Linked DNA regions of Mus musculus: region 1 is linked to region 2. Evidence: chromatin contacts called from public HiChIP or PLAC-seq data. All regions are on one chromosome and are shown on one strand. Each heading gives the region's core, a stretch centred on a gene start, on an enhancer-like site or on the middle of the called end of the contact. The rest is flanking DNA. Distances are from core to core; before and after follow the strand shown. Region 1 overlaps Lpgat1 (lysophosphatidylglycerol acyltransferase 1). Region 2 holds the start of Lpgat1 (lysophosphatidylglycerol acyltransferase 1).

Region 1 (2,700 bases), core at 60-2,559, 67 kb before region 2:
TGAAGTTTTAGCAGCTTTAGGTGCCATGGCTACCATTATAAGAACTATGCAGAGAGGACCATGGCTGGAGAACAGCTTGCAAACACCAGAAATATTTCTCTCCCTTCTGATAATGAGTTCAAGGTCCTTACCACACAGGTGACATCACGTCTCAGAAGCAAAAATAGGTCTCTATTAAGAGTATGTAATGTCTTCTGTCTGGCCAATCCGGTTTCCTCTATGCTCTTGCCGCCTTGAGCTCCTAATTGTTTTTGTGACCTCAAAGCTCATTCCTGCCGCTGTCTGGGGGCATTACAACAGGTTGTGTAGGGTCAGCAGCATGGTCATGCTCGTTAGCTTTCTTCCAATACAAAGCACACCCACTCTCTGTGCCTCGGGTACAATATCTCTAATACTATCATTCCTTGACATTCTTTAGGGAGAGACTATTCAAAATCATGTATTTGCATCTGTGTAGGAGTGTGGTGCAGCTGGGTTCAGAGGAGCATATAGGATCCCTGGCCCTGGAGATTCAGGCCAACAAGGAATTAACTGGGAATTAACTTGGGTCTTCTGCAACAACATCATGCCACCTTCTGACTTGGGGATTGAGAACAAGTTAGTCCTCAGTTCTCAAAGCAGCTGTCCAACTGTACTGTTGGTGGGGTGACATTGCACAAAGAAACCCATCACCCCAAAGAAGGAAATGCCAAGGTTCCCCCTAACTCTGAAACCCCAAAGGCCACTGAGCCATGCAGAGACTGCTGAATCTTACTCTGTAGCCTAGGTTGGTCTCCCAAGTCACCTGTTCATCCACTGTTCCAAGGGTGGGGACTGCAGAGTGCCTCGCAGTGTTTGGGAGACCAATCTTCTTATCTCTGCAGTCCTGAGGATGGAACCCTGTGCATGCTAGGTATGAGCCAAAACCTTCTAGCCAGCTGTCCATCTGATTAACATGACTTACACGAATGAGCGGCAGTTCCATAAATTTAACCATCCTTTAAGTATTTGGCAACTCAAAGCATTTTCAAGTGATACTGCTGGCAAATTTGTCAAGTGTGAGAACTCTCCTAGACATAATTAATGTTCTTGCTTTCTCCTTCCCTCCCCCCGCCCCGCCCCCCGGCACAGGTTCCGCATGGGAAGGGTGGTGAAGTGCTGCACCTGGGCTGCATTCCACAAAGCAGTGCTGGCTATTTGTGCTTTTTGAAGCCGAGCTGCCGTTGCCCATTGTCCCACATCAGCATTCAACGTATCCAAGACAGGCCCAAAACGAGTGTCACCCTTTGTCCTCACTGGAACATGTACACACCAGGGCAGACAAAAAGCTGTATTGTGGATTGTGGGAGCCTTGGTTACAGGAAGGGCTTGAGTCATCGACACTGAATCGTCTCCTTGTTGGGCCTCTGGAGGGAGATTCCGAGTGACTTAGGTATGTATGCCTTTCTCCTCTTCAGGGGACAGTCATCAGAAATGCAGGTAGGCAGATATGAAAGGAAGTTAACTTTCTAGTCAGTTTCCTGGCAGTTTGTGTGTCTGGAGTGTGCACACCTGCAGTGGACAGCAGTGCCTGCTCTTCTCTTTAATAGCTTGCGTTCCTCTTCTCAGCACCCTAGTTCTTCAGATTGCTCCCCTTTTGGGTACTTATTTTCTTTACCCTCAACTGACCACCAGCTGGTTCTGATAGAGTATCAACTGGTAGAAAACTGCTAAGACTTGATAGTTTTGTACCAAAGCGAAACAAAGGAACATAAACCACTAATTGGTACCTTCACGCCCTCTCACGCAGTTCCACATTTCCTCAATAACACCAGGTGGGCTGCAGCGGCGGGCTCAGTGGTTAAGCCCAGCATTGTAGCATCCGCCTTTAATCCCAGAGGCAGGTGACCCTCTGAGTTCAAGGCCAGCCTGGTCTATAGAGCCAGTACCAGGATCCACATAGCTACAGAGAAACCCTGTCTTGAATGTCACCCCCTGCCCTGCCACCCCCTCTCCCCGGAAAGTACTGTCTTCTCTTCCAGAGGACCCAAGTTCAATTCCCAGCACCCACACGACAACTTACAACTGTTTGTAACTCCAGTCCCAGAGGAGCAGATGCTTCCTTCTGGCTCCTTGGCTACCAGTTTCTTTCTTGTACACTGGCTCAATTGCACCCACCGAAGACTGTTTCTCTGACTATGAAAGGGGCCCACTCAGCTCTGTTGGCCAGCCAGCTTCCTCCCCATCTCCATGTGTGTTTGTATCTGTGCATCCTAAACTGCATGCAGACACCTCTAGTCTGTTTTTCCAGCCTTTAAGAGTTAAGAACAAGGCCACCCAATTCCTGAGAGGTAAAAATTTATTGATTTCTATGACATCAGCATGTTATGATACGGTCACACCTGCTCATACAGCTGACTTCTCAGACCAAAAGAGGATTTGGTTTTTCGTTTTAAAAATACATTTTTCACCAGCAAGAAACATTTTTTAAAACAAACATTTTCATATTAAGTGGGCATTAAAAACAATGGCTTTCCCCAGACTCTCGGGGAAGAGGGCTGGTCAGCAACAGATCTCAAAACGCTTCAAGTCTGCTTCCAGGCCCTAGATCTGTCTCCCACATAAAGTACTGTAGAGGGGAAATAAAGCCGCAGCCTCACCCAACCAGCAGCCTAAATCCAGCCAAGAAAAGAAGAGGTAGACTCAACTGTAACTATTCAACTTATTTGGTAGGATTGTGCA
Region 2 (2,700 bases), core at 11-2,510:
TCCAGCACAAAAATACAAGAAAACGCGAGGGTCTACGCTCTCCAGATGCAGCGCTCGCTCGCTCGCTCGCTCGCCCGCCTGGCGATCTCGAGGGCAAATTCCAGAGGGGGACAGTGAGGAGGGAGGAGCCGCACAAGGTCAAGAGAGCCGTTCTGCGGGGCACGGGCCACGGCGGAACACAGTTAACCAACGCTAGACCGTCCCGCTAGCCGGTGGCGGCCCCGCACTGCGACCCTCGGTCTCCGCACGCTGCCCCGGACCTGGACCCGGACCAGGACCCGCCGGCCGGAGGTCCCGCCACGCCGGTCCTGAAACGCCCGGCCATGCCTTTACCGGGGCTCCCCCAAGGGCTCGTCCGCAAGAGCGGGGTGCTTGCTTTTCCTCGCCACTGAAGGGGAAAGGAAAGGAGAGGGGCCCAGGAAGGAGGAGGAGGAGAAGGAGGAAGATGAGAGGAAGCCGGCGGGGAGGGGGAGGGGAGCGGGACCAGAAGGTGAAGCCGAGGGGCGAGGGATGCGGAGCCCGTGGAGCCCGCGACGCCCGGCTGAGGAGGCTCGGGCAGCGGTTTCCTCAGGTGAGGAGCCGGACGGCCTCCGGGTCGCCGCGGCGGGCTCTCCTCCGCCGGGTCCCCTCAGCGGGCTCTCCACAGAGGGCTCCCCTCGGCCAGGTATCCTCCTCGGCGGGCTCACCTCAGTGGGCGCGAGCGGCGAGCGGCGACAGGGCCGAGGGCCGGCGGCGGCGGCGGCGGCGGGAGTCCCTGGCCCGGGGGTCGCGGTCATGGACGCGGCTGCGGCGGCCCAGGCGGCCCGAGGCGCGGCGCGAGCGGGCGCGCGGGCGCCCTAGTCCCCTCGCGGCTGCCTGCGGACAGAGGCGCGGTGGGGACTCAGAGGCCGGACCTGTCACCGGGGCGGGTCCCGGGGAGGCGGGCGATGCCCCGCGCCCCCGCCTCCGCCTCCTCCCCGGGCCTACCGCGCCCTCGGCCCTCGGGCCGCCGCCGCCTCCTCCACAGGCCACGCGACCAACGGCACCCTTCCCCGCCCCCAGCGCCTCCCGGGCCCGGCCCGCCGCGCCCCAGGTTTACCTTGGGCAGGCCGGGACCCAGCCCGGGCTGCGGGAGCCGGAAGAATGCATGGCCGGCGGAAGGAGGCGGCGGCGGCGGCAGCGGCGGCGCGGCCCTCCCGGCTCCAGGTCCCGGGCGGCGTGGAGACTCGCTCGCTCCCCAGGGCCCGGTGGCTGCGTGCGCCCCGGCCGGCGGGGCGGGTTGGCGGGAGGAAGCGGCGGCGCCCCTGAGCGCCCTCTAACGAAGGCGCGGCGCGGCCCGCCCCACGGACCCCCTAGTGCGCGGTCGAGGGCGCCCCGGGCCGCCCGGCCTAGGCCCCGGACGTCGCCGAGCTCCGAGTCGGGCGGGGCAGAACGCTGCTCGGAAAGGTCTAGGAAGAAGGCCAGCTCTGCCAGCGCGCGCGGACCTTTCGGGCCCTCCTGGACCCCTTTCAGCCAAAAGGGCCGCTGCGCTGCATTGTTGCGGCTCCTTTGGCCGCCCCAGGCTGGCACGCTTTCTCCTTTTCATTCCTAAAGAAACTCGCTTGGGCTCAGAGCTTTTCTTCTGAACCTCCCCAAGGCATTACGGTCTAGTGTTTTAAATCAATTGTTTTAAGTGCCAGAGTTCTTGTTTCTGGAAAGCACCTGAAACCTGAATGACAACATTTTCAATCCCGCTACACACACACACACACACACACACACACACACACACACACACACACACGGTGGGGGCAGATCAGTGAGAATCCAGTGGTCTGCACAGAAATAGAACTGAATTAATGAAGAAAAAACAATTAGCCACATGCTTGATACTGAATACAATGGCCTTAAGAACTCCTAGCCAGCCCTGATCACTACTAGGACATTAGCTGAATTTGGGTTCAAAGGCTGAACACCATAAGGAATACAGACAGCATACCTAAGACAAAACCAAACCACCAAAACCAAGGGTCCTTTCAGACCCAGTATCTCTTGTTGGGTGTGGTAGCTGATGCTCCTAATCTCAGCACTTGAGAAGCTGAGGCAGGAGGATTGATGTGAGCTTCAGGCTAGCTTAGGATAAAGAATGAGTTAGAGATCCTGTCTATGAATAGGTAAAGCTTTGTGACTAGAGCAGCAGTTTGTTTTCTCCTTCTTTTAAAACCAGGCCTTACTTTCTATGTAGTCCAGGCTGATCTGTAATTTATAACATAGCTCAGGCTGGCCTTCAACATGTAGAAAACATCCTGCCTCATTCTCCCCAAAGTTGGGGTCATAGGTTTGAGCCACAATGCCCAGCTAGGATGGCAGTTTTCACGTGTCTCTAGGGAACTGCCATATTTGAAGGAGTATCACTTATTGTGAAAATGTCAAAGCCCAGTGTGGTGGTTCTCATAGATAATCCCAGCACCAGAGAGGCTAAGGCAGGAGTGCCAGGAGTCCTGGGCCAGCCTAGGCTACTAGACCTTGTCAAAAAAAAAAAAAAAAAATCAAACCAAAAAAATGTTCATGCTTTGATAAAACTGTCCCTCTCTTTCCTCCAACTTTGATCCAGGAATGACAGGCAAGTTGCCTTTTGCCATGTGAAAATATTTTTTTAATTCCTATTCTACACAGAACCTGTATGATATTGATATAGATATATAAATAATTTCCATGTATGTTAGCCTTTATAGCTATTAT

Evidence for each region. HiChIP or PLAC-seq counts read pairs in DNA pulled down with a chosen protein or histone mark.
Region 1: an HNF4G HiChIP or PLAC-seq map of pancreatic cancer cells shows a contact between it and region 2. The contact joins the enhancer-like site here to the promoter of Lpgat1 in region 2. A contact is called at or near these places in 4 of 39 promoter capture datasets (the C10 cell line, the HPC-7 cell line, embryonic stem cells and 1 more), 4 of 484 Hi-C or Micro-C datasets (the C2C12 cell line, bone marrow-derived macrophages, cortical glia and 1 more), 8 of 115 datasets of contacts at active chromatin or transcription factors (SST interneurons, bone marrow-derived macrophages, craniofacial prominence and 4 more) and 1 of 9 other capture datasets (adipose tissue).

What each region holds. Positions count from the first base shown.
Region 1 is chr1:191,783,855-191,786,554 of GRCm38.p6, reverse strand. It overlaps Lpgat1 (lysophosphatidylglycerol acyltransferase 1), which reads right to left. Exons shown (of 8, transcript NM_172266.3): 8 at 2,300-2,700. Among named protein-coding and RNA genes, the nearest start is that of Gm26203, 12 kb to the right of the region's middle. Within about 2 kb of position 1,309, at least 62 of the 459 cell types and tissues checked have an H3K27ac peak or open chromatin away from gene starts, as enhancers often do. A contact at or near this core is called in pancreatic cancer cells, where this site is marked.
Region 2 is chr1:191,716,584-191,719,283 of GRCm38.p6, reverse strand. Lpgat1 (lysophosphatidylglycerol acyltransferase 1) reads right to left here and starts at 1,260. Exons shown (of 8, transcript NM_172266.3): 1 at 1,079-1,260.